Linked DNA regions of Mus musculus: region 2 is linked to region 1. Evidence: chromatin contacts called from public HiChIP or PLAC-seq data. All regions are on one chromosome and are shown on one strand. The core of a region is the stretch at or near the end of the contact, and the rest is flanking DNA. Distances in the headings are between cores, read along the strand shown.

Region 1 (5,066 bases), core at 1,772-4,271:
CAGCACAGACATACTTCACTGAGCCGGTGGCCCTTTAGCATGTAGGCATGGTTGCAGAGTAGTGTTTGCTAGGGTCCAGTCGTCACTGAAAGGCACTCATGGCCAGGATGGCATCCCTGTCCTGAGACTAGCCAGGCTGTAGAAACTCCAGTGGAGAGCTGCCAAAATCCCCAGCGACAGGGGGTTTGACCCTAACTTACCGAAGGGGGCCCAGCCACAGTCGGTCTCATTGTTCAGGAGCCAGTGGGTGGGGCCATGCCTGGTGCTGCTGCTAGGGTCACTGAATGGAGACTCAGGCCCATCTCCTGCAGTACACTGCTTGTGAAGCTCGCCCTATGGCAGACAGAGAAGGGGAGGGGGAGGACAGAAAAAGTGTTTACTTGGGATGTCTCAGCCGGGACAACCTGAGTAGTCTCCCCTCCTCACTGAGCAATGGCTCTTTGAGCAGAAAGAGGCCCCTGGTAGGCGTCTGACATCCACAGGAGTTCCTGTTGTCGACAGGAGGCTCTGGCAGCATTTTGTAATAACTCCAATTCATCCCCACACAGCAGCCAACCCTAGCAGCAGCAGCCTCTCAAGGCCTAACATGGAGATAGTGTCAGGCAAGGGAGTGCCAAGCTGAGGACCAACAGCCATTCATCCCTGACAGGCTGCCCCTGCGGGGAGGAACGGGGTTAACGGCTAGATTTAGACAGAGAAATTCTACAGAGGAACGGAAAAATGAGAGTCTCAAAACAGAAGAGCCAGAGGAACTCAGGCCGTGCAATTTCATTTCCACCAGTTCAAACACAGACAAGACATCCCAGTGGCAAGTTAAATCGTTTTGCTACTTAGAAGGGTGATGATAGGAGCTGGCACAGGGGGCTGGAAAAGCCTTAACCTAGATCCTGGGTACCCAGGTGTATAGGTAAAGACCTGTCAAACAGTCGCTTAAGACTAATGCACCTTTCTGTGTACAGATAATTCTCCAATTTAAGAAAAAAATATATATATACATCCACACACATCCATGTACCTATCCATCTGTCTATCTATGTATCTATTTATGTATGTATGTATGTATGGATGTATGTGTCTATCTATCTATCTATCTATCTATCTATCTATCTATCTATCTATCTATCTATCTATCCATCCATCTATCTATGCTATGTATGTATGTATGTATGCATGTATGTGCCTATCTATCTATCTATCTATCTATCCATCCATCCATCCATCCATCCATCCATCCATCTATCTGTCTACACACACACCAGTAAGGCAGATGGCCACCAGCCTCCCTTACCAGGACCAGCAAGCTGTAATAGGACAGAGGCGCCTGACTGGTGGTAGGGACAGAGAGGGAACGGCATGGCATGAGGAGCATGAAGACTGACAAGTCACAAGCGTCCTGCCTCGATCTCCCATCTGCACAGAGGCTGCTGCTCGCTTATAGAACAGTGACTGCGATGCTGAATACCAGGCTGTCTACACGATGTGTAGGATGGAGCCACCTGAAGAAGGAAGCCATAATTCCGGCGGGGGTGGCCAGGACTATCTCCTGGGTGAACTGAGGGGCAGGAACTCACTCTGTCACATCTGTGTCCCCTACCGCTAGATTTAATAAAGGCCCTGGGTCACATGAAGCTCAGAGGGAGCAACCCATCAGGTATGGGTGAAAGTCGGCAAGGGGGAACTTCTGGTCAGGGAGATGCTCCTCTGGAGACAAGAAATTCTTCAAGTGTCCAGGAGCTGGATCCTGAGTCATGGGCCTGGAGCGGGTGCAGAAAGCTGATCCTGTCAGGCAGTGGTGGCGCACGCCTTTAATCCCAGCACTTGGGAGGCAGAGGCAGGTGGATTTCTGAGTTCAAGGCCAGCCTGGTCTACAGAGTGAGTTCCTGGACAGCCAGATCTACACAAAGAAACCCTGTCTCAAAAAAAAAAAACAAAAAAAGGAAGAAAGAAAGAGAGAGAGAGAGAGAGAGAGAGAGAGGGATGGAGGGAGGGAGGGAGGAAGGGAGAGGGGGAGGAGGGAGGGGGAGGGGGAGGGGGGAGAGGGAGAGAGAAAGCGGATCCTGCTTTATAGCATGGGGCAGGGAGCCACCAAGCAGGCAGTAGGCTTGTTTACTTCTGCCAGGACAGAATAGCTATCATCTGTCATCTTTCAGATGACAGAATAGTCTTGTCATCTGAAAGGCTGCCTTGGTCATCCTGGCTGGACGCTAGATTTCTGGACACAAGTCACTGAGCCCCAGTGTATGAATGGAGCTTCTCTACTTCATTGGCTTTGTGCACATCCCTGAGCTGTTCTGACTTAAACGTCAGCCCCAAAACTCAACACCTTATACACTGAAGTGATTGCCTCCCCACAAGCTTCCACTGGCAGTATCTATGTGCTATAGGGGCTCTGGCTTCTTTGTCATGTTAAATAGAACACAGTCACTTGGCCCTTCCCCCACTCAGGCCGCTACCCCTGCCAGGGCCACTAAATTGTGGCTCTGTGTGTGTGTGTGTCTATCCCATTTCTACCTGTGAGACCTCAGCTTTCTGGCTACCTTAGTAGGTGAGAGTTCCTGCCTTCCCTACACTGTTCTTCCTCAAGGCCACCACACCCAAAGAGGCTTCTGTTTTGCTGCTCACCTAGAACAGACTCAGGCCAGGAGGGACTCATCTGCCAGACGAGGCAAGCTTCTAATGCCAGCCTTGCACAGAAGTGAGGGATATGGATTCTATAGGCTGTGCTCGGAATAGAATCCCTGAACCGTCTCCTGTGGCTTAACCTGTCCGGGGTATATCACCCATGAAAATTAGAACAACTTAGGGATGATCCCAATCTTCCATACGTCTCAGGAAAGGTTTCCAGGTCCTGCCATGGTGAGCAGCATCGAGTGCTTTGGTTAGTTAGGGTCACGGGCTCTTGGTTACAGACAGGCGTAGGCTGGGACTGTGGACTACCGTGTCTGCTTATAACTGACTGACCTCAGTCACGCTCCCTGGCCATCAGCTCTGAAGCCAACATGACAAAGAATGAAGTCATAGGGTGGCTGAAGGATGGAGTTCACACAGAGGGCACCACCCAGGTCCTTACCCTCCAACCGGGCCAGCGCCTATAGGTTGACGCCACTCTGCCTGGGCAAGGCTTCCACAATTAACCTCTGGTCTCGATGGACATCACCTTTCCCCTCCCCTCCCCAGCCTTTCATGTCAGAATGTCATCTTTGCCTCTTCTGTAGCTCTGCCAGGAGGCTGCCTCCAAGACATAAAGAGCTCTGAGGATATCTAACTAAGCACATTAGTTTTCAATAACATTGCTCTGTTTTAATATTTCAATGATGTTTGTTCTGAAAACCTGACATTTGCAGGAGAACAAACTCTCACGTTGGACTGCAGTGAGACACACTAGGCTCCCACAGACTGATTGCCAAGGAAACATTTGGGGGAGGGGCGTGTCCCATTGAGAACCACAGCTTACGATGTCAAAGCAGTATCTTTCGCAAAAAAATTAACAGGATTATCTTTCAGCGGAGCTACACCGAAAATCTATCAGCCTGCTATAGCAGTTGGTTAATGAAAACTGATCAGGGAGTTAAAAAGTGTTTGCCTTGCAAGCATGAAGACCTCAGATCTCTGGAACCCATGCTGGGGTGGGGTGGGGCGCGGGGGGGGGGGCATCCATTTCCTCCACCTATCCCTGGGAAGGTGGAGACAGACAGATCTCTAAGCATAGCTGGCTAGCCAGGTTAGCCTACTTGGCAGGCTCTAGGCCAGTGACTCCAAAACAAAACAAAACAAACAACCATACAAACAAACAAGATGGAATCTGGCCAAAGAATGATTCCTAAAGTTGATGTCTGGCTTCTACATGCATGTACATATATGCATACCTGCATACACATAAGCATGCCTGCATACACATGTGCATACATACTCTTTCTCACACACACAGAAGACCCAATCAGTCAAAAGAGTGTCAGGGCTAGTGAAATGGCTCAGCTGGCACGGGTGCTTGCTGCCAAGCCTGAGGACCTGAGTTCAATCCCCAGGGCAGGTACAAGGAAAGACCCAACTCCTACAGAACATCATTTGACTTCCCAATGCACCCTCCCCACACATACATACATACATACATACATACATACATACATACATAAATGTAACTTAAAAAGTTAAAAAAAAAGATAGTGGATCCTATCTTTGGTGACCTAAATTTTTACTCAAAAATGCCGTAATTTTCTCAAATTTTCACCTATTGAATATGTCCATGCACTTTGTTTCCCCTCTGGGCCAGTATAAACGATGCTGCAATAAAGACATTTATACTAGCTGGGTGTGGTGGGACATGCTGTACTCAGAAGTCTGAGACAGGAATGCTACAGAGTTCTCAAGGCCAGCGGGGTTTCCCAGTAAAACCCTGTCAAAACGACAACGGAAGATGCTTCTGTGTTAATTATGGATGCTTGTTTTGATAGCTTTGACCAAATGCCTGAGAAAAATAACTTATAATTGGGTGTAGTTTGGCTCTTGGTTTGCTAGGACAGTGGGCTGTCTTTGGCCTCAGGTTTCTGAGCTGTGGGAAGGCGGGGCATCGTGGTGGGCGGGGCCTCGGCAGGATATGCTCTTCTAAGACCCACCCCCCAAGTGATCCATTTCCTCTGGCTAAAGGGATCTTCCACAATGTCCCAACTGTTCAAATTGAATCCAGTGGTGCTTAATCTACTGACAGGTCAGCGCCTTCGAGATCTACTAGGATTCTCTCACCTCCTGGGCATCACTAAGCCATCAAGCGACAAGGTTACCCATCCCAGGCAGCAATCTCGGAATTAAAAACAGTTGTACCCTCCTCTGTTTTAAGCATTTTGCCTGCTCTCGCGCAACAGCCTAATACTTTGATTATGGTACTTAAAGATGCACTACTTTTTTTTTTTTATATATATTTTTACTTTGTTTTATTTAAAAGTTATCTTTACCGGGGCGGTGGTGACCCACGCCTTTAATCCCAGCACTTGGGAGGCAGAAGCAGGTGGATTTCAGAGTTCGAGGTCAGCCTGGTCTACAGAGTGAGTTCCAGGATAGCCTGGGCTATA
Region 2 (5,066 bases), core at 1,127-3,626, 690 kb before region 1:
TATATTTTCCCATGAAGTGAGATTTTCTTTTTCTCTTTGTATGCTGAATAATTTTGGATGCATCCTGGGCATTTGAGATATGTCAGAAGCCTCATGTTTAAAGCCTTTGGAAGATTCAACAGTGCATTGGATTTGAGCCACAAGTCACATGTTGTTTCAGTATCAGCCCCATGTCTGTAATGTTTCAACCTGCTGTTTCCCAGGCCAGTGGAACTGCCCTGTGTGTCTTCTGGTGCCACACAGGGGCTGGTTAGCGGCCCAGAGACTATGCTGTGTATGATGAGGTGAGACTGGGAATTTAGAAGTATCTCTCTGAGGTCCCTTCCTGAACTGCTGACTCTCCATAGTGCTCTTAGTGCTCTGGTGTTCCCCAGCTGGAATGCAGAGGCTTGGTGTGGTCTAGAGTATTACTGTGGCTGCTGCTTAACTGCCTGCAGCTACCAAGGTCCTTCAAGGTGGGGAAACATCCCCTTCTGCAGCATCTGAATTGCCTGAGGCTCCTACTATTACTGTGGCTACCAGAAGAATCCCCCTTTCTTCTACTCAGACAGAGAGAGCCTTCTGTGCAGTCTGAGTGCAGGCCAATGGGAGCTGGTGGTTTGGTCCTTCATGCTCTGCTTCCATTTCCTCAGCTCATGTGCTGCTCACCAATCATGGTCTCAGTAGCTGCTCCATGCATTGTGTTCAGTGGAGAGAGGATCCATGGTGATACCCTGTGTAAGCCACATAGCAGTCTGCACTAGTGTTTTATGCTGACATGTCTATGTGCATGAACAATGCATGCTGTAATGTGACATGTAGTTTTCTTTGTAATAGCATTAAAACTTGACTGTGGATCTTATCTGTTTCTTGGGGGATGGGGGGCGTGTCTCAAAAATTGCAGAATCCTAATGTTGAGATCACCTTTCTCTGCTTGAGGGGACATTTGGAATATTTTTAATTTCTCTACATATACACTGCTACAATGAACATTTGGTAAATATTTACTTGTGGAGCTGTGTGTTAGTTTCTGTAGGAGTTTCCCCAGAAGTGGGATTTTTGAGAAGTGGCACCCATGCAGATGTAAGATGCTGCTATTGTACTGTCTCCTACACCCTGTCAGCATTTTGTTATTTATTCCTATGGAGAGTATATGTGTCATCAGTCAGTTGGCCAGCCATTCACCCAGCTGCGTCCCTCCTCTGACTTGGAATACCAGTGAGGTGGCATGTTTTTTGCATGCTCATCCCATTAAGTCTTCTCTGTGAATCACCTGTCTGTATCCTTCTCTGTTTCCTGCTAAGCTGTTTCCACAGTGATGTGCTGGTGTCTGTGTGGGCTCTGGGTGTTGATTCATTGCCTTCTTTTCTTCTGTGGTCTCTATAAGTGTTCATGGACCAATTAATCTCTCCTTCAGCTTCCCAGCAAGCATTGTGTGAGGGCTGCTTCTTTGCTTCCCTTCTTTGGCCTCTATTCTTGTGGGTCTTAGTAAGCACATGTTGGTGGTAGTGATGGTGGACCTGCTGCAGAACCATCAGATTGACTTCCCTTCCCAGCAGCCTTCCAGGATTGTACACAGTCAGCTTCTATCTCCTCCACTGAAGTCCCTTTGCTGTTGACAGTAGTCTGAGTCCACTTAAATAGGGCCTTTGCTATGCTGTGCTGAGATTTTTGGCATGTCTGTGATTCACTTCTCTCCTGGGGCTTTTGCTCTTATCACTTTACCATCAAAGGATACTCACTTTCAGAGTTGTGCCTCAGGGCTAGAGATGGGTCCAGCTTTCTCCCAGCTGGTTTTTAACTGTAAAACTTTCTTTATGGTTCAGTTGTTATGGTGGTTTGAATGAGAATGGCCCCTTGTGCTTGAATGTGTGACCCTAGTTAGTGGAACTGTTTGGGAAGGATTAGGAGGTGTGGCCTCATCTGATGAAATGTGTCACTAGGGGTTGGTTTTGAGATTTTAAAAGTCTACAACTGTCCCAGGTAGCTGTCTCTTTGCCTTGAGTTTGAGTCAGATCACATCCTTCTATTCCACTTGCCACTCACTTTAACTATAGTCCTAGATAATGGTGGGCAGAAATCTTGTTACAGCCTGAGTGCTATGCCTTCAGGTTCCTTCCATCAAATAATTCCATTGATTTTGAATCCAGCCTCTCTCAAGCTCTCAGGACTGGAACAATACAACTAGAGTCTTTGCCAAAATGTAATGTGAGGGGCTTTGTTATGTTACTTTTTTTGGAGAGATGTGAACAAATGTCTGCTCCCCCAGACAGGGCGCTGATTAGCTTAGTGAACCTAAATGTTTTGGGTTGCTTACTGAAACATGGATGAGTCAAAGGCAGCTGCATACCTGAGTTCTGACGCCAGCATGGGTGATGACTCACAGGAGCTGTGTGTCTTCACTTCCCTGGACAACCTGGAGGCAGCGGGCTGATCCTCCAGCAGTTGCCAGTGCTGATGTAACCTTGGGGAGAGGCTCTCCTGAGTTTCAGGAACTTCCCAAGAGTGTGTTTGTTACTTCCTGAGTTTTTCTTCCCCTGCTGTCATGTGACACTAGTATTTCCATTTGACCCTTGATGGAATCAGGCAACCCAAAACTCTTGCTTCATATTAGACATGTGAAATTTTTTAGCCTTTTAAAGGTGATACTCAGTTGAAAAGCATGAGGGAGAAGCAACACACTCATTGGACACACTAAGGCTTTGGCCTAGTTGGTAGAAGACCTGCTTTTAGCACATAGGAGGCCTACCCTGTCACCATACAAATCAGGCATAGAGGCGCATGCCTGCACTTCACACTCTGGATATAGAGGTGGGGAATCAGAACAGAAGTTCAAGGTCACCCTCAGTTATATAGAGTTCAAGGCAGCATAGGCTATACAAGATTCTGTCTCAAAGCAAACAGATAATAAAAATAGCAGCCCTCACTCTGACTATTCCAGACTTGTTGTCTTTAGCCAATAAGAGCTTCCACGAGAAGGGTCTTAAAGCAATCCACATATGGCTGAAAGATATGTCTTCCAGAGAACGAGAAAGACATGATCCAATCACAGAGGTGGGCTGTCTCTTCATGACATGTAGATTCCAGGAATTTGGCTGTGAAGGCCCTGAGGCTCCACCAGGTCAGTACTTCCACTGATTTCCACCCAGGTGCTAACACTGAGGAGGATAAGAAAACAGTAACTTCATGGAGAAGGACTAGGTGGATCTGAAACTCTGAGATGTGTTTCTGCAGTTCACCATTTGTGACTAGAAATGGCCCTGCAGAGCCTGTCCTCCCTCCTACTTTCATCTGACCAACATGCAGTTTGTTCTGAAACCCATCTCATTGAAACACAGTATCTGCCACTTAGGTGCCATTCAGGGAGAGGATGTTCCCTTTGCCAGGATTGCAACCCAGTCCGTACCTGGGGTAGAACATTCAGCTGAGAACCAAGTGGTCACTTGGGAACAGGTCTTTCCAGGAGTCCTATTCCATGTCACCTGTCAGGGGTCTCTTCCCTACAGGTGTGGGGCACGTTAAACTCAGCTATCAGCTACCCTTTTCCATGACTTCTGTCTTAGTGTCTTAGTTAGGGTTTTACTGCTGTGAACAGACACCATGACCAACGCAAGTCTTATAAAAAAAAGCAACATTTAATTGGGGCTGGCTTACAGGTTCAGAGGTTCGTCCATTATCATCAAGGTGGGAGCATGGCAGTATCCAGGCAAGCATGGCACAGGTAGAGCTGAGAGTTCTATGTCTTCATCCAAAGGCTACTAGTGGAAGACTGACTTCCAGGCAACTAGGGTGAGAGTCTTAAGCCCACACCCACAGTGACACACCTATTCCAACCAGGTCACACCTCCAAATGGTGCCACTCCCTGGTCCAAGAATATACAAACCATAACATTCTACTCCCTGGCCCTCATAGACTTGTTCAAAAACATGAGCCTATGGGGGCCATACTTAAACATAGCGTAATGCAAAATGCATTTAGTCCAACTTTCAAAGTTCTCATAGTCTATAGCAGTCTCAACATGTTAAAAGTCCACAGTTCAAGGTCTTTTCTGAGATTCATCCAACTAATTAACTGTAATCCCCAAAGCAAGGTAGGAAACCAGCTGGGCAAAGTCCAAGTCCAAACTCTGCATCTCCATGGCTGATGTCAAAGCAGTCTTCAGATCTCCACTCCGTTTTCATCTTTGTTGACTGCAACAAACTGCTTTCTCCTGGGCTGGTTCCATTCCGTTAGCAGCTTTCCTCAGCATGTATCCCATGGCTCTGGCATCTTTAACATCTTTGAGTCTCCAAGGCAATTTCAATGTTACAGCTTCTTGTTTCCGTGTCTGGGATTCCACTTGATCTTTTGGACTCCTCCTAAGGGCTGGCATCACTTCTCCAGCTCTGCCCTCTGTAGCACTCTAAGCTCAGGTTGATCCACTCCACTATAGCTGCTGTTCTTGGTGATCATCCCATGATACTGACATCTCCAATACACTGGGGTGTTCCACTCCAACTAGGCTTCACCAATAGCCTATCATAGGCTCTCTTCATGGTGCCAAGCCTCAAATCCTTGCACAACCCCTTTAGTCCTGGCCCATCAACTACAGCTGAGGCTATACCTTCTCCAATGGCCTTCCATGACCTCTCACAGTGCCAAGCCTCAGCTGTTCTTCATGACACCTTCATGCCTTCAAAACCAGTACCACCTGGGTGATTCTTACACATTACCAAGTCCAGCTGCAGCATGAGGTACAACCTTGGCTATCTCTGGAACACAGCTTCTTTGTGCTTCCAGAAAACAGTTCCCAGAAGATTTCACCTCAGTGATGCTGGTCTCTTCCTAATCACTGCTAATTCCTTAGCTCCAGCTAACCAGCATCAATTGTCCCAGTAGTTCTTTCCATTCTTAATTCTAGAGCCAGAGCCACATGGCTGAAGCTGCCGAGTTCTGCTGCTTGCAGGAATTAGAACATGACCCCCTTGTACTATTACATTGTCACTGGATTTCTGTTTTCCAAATCCTTCTCTGCCTAAGCTTGGCTATCCTGGGTCTTGCTCTGTAGATTGGCATGCCTGTCTCCTGGGATTAAAAGTGTATAACA

The links. HiChIP or PLAC-seq counts read pairs in DNA pulled down with a chosen protein or histone mark.
Region 2: a contact with region 1 is called in a FOXA1 HiChIP or PLAC-seq map of pancreatic cancer cells. The contact joins two enhancer-like sites. A contact is called at or near these places in 2 of 484 Hi-C or Micro-C datasets (cortical neurons and embryonic stem cells) and 2 of 115 datasets of contacts at active chromatin or transcription factors (differentiating embryonic stem cells and pancreatic cancer cells).

What each region holds. Positions count from the first base shown.
Region 1 is chr17:31,310,761-31,315,826 of GRCm38.p6, reverse strand. Slc37a1 (solute carrier family 37 (glycerol-3-phosphate transporter), member 1) reads right to left here. Exons shown (of 20, transcript NM_001242427.1): 4 at 201-333. Among named protein-coding and RNA genes, the nearest start is that of Slc37a1, 17 kb to the right of the region's middle. Within about 2 kb of position 3,021, at least 22 of the 459 cell types and tissues checked have an H3K27ac peak or open chromatin away from gene starts, as enhancers often do. A contact at or near this core is called in pancreatic cancer cells, where this site is marked.
Region 2 is chr17:32,000,756-32,005,821 of GRCm38.p6, reverse strand. All of the region lies in intron 6 of Hsf2bp (heat shock transcription factor 2 binding protein), which reads left to right. Among named protein-coding and RNA genes, the nearest start is that of Hsf2bp, 31 kb to the left of the region's middle. Within about 2 kb of position 2,376, at least 21 of the 459 cell types and tissues checked have an H3K27ac peak or open chromatin away from gene starts, as enhancers often do. A contact at or near this core is called in pancreatic cancer cells, where this site is marked.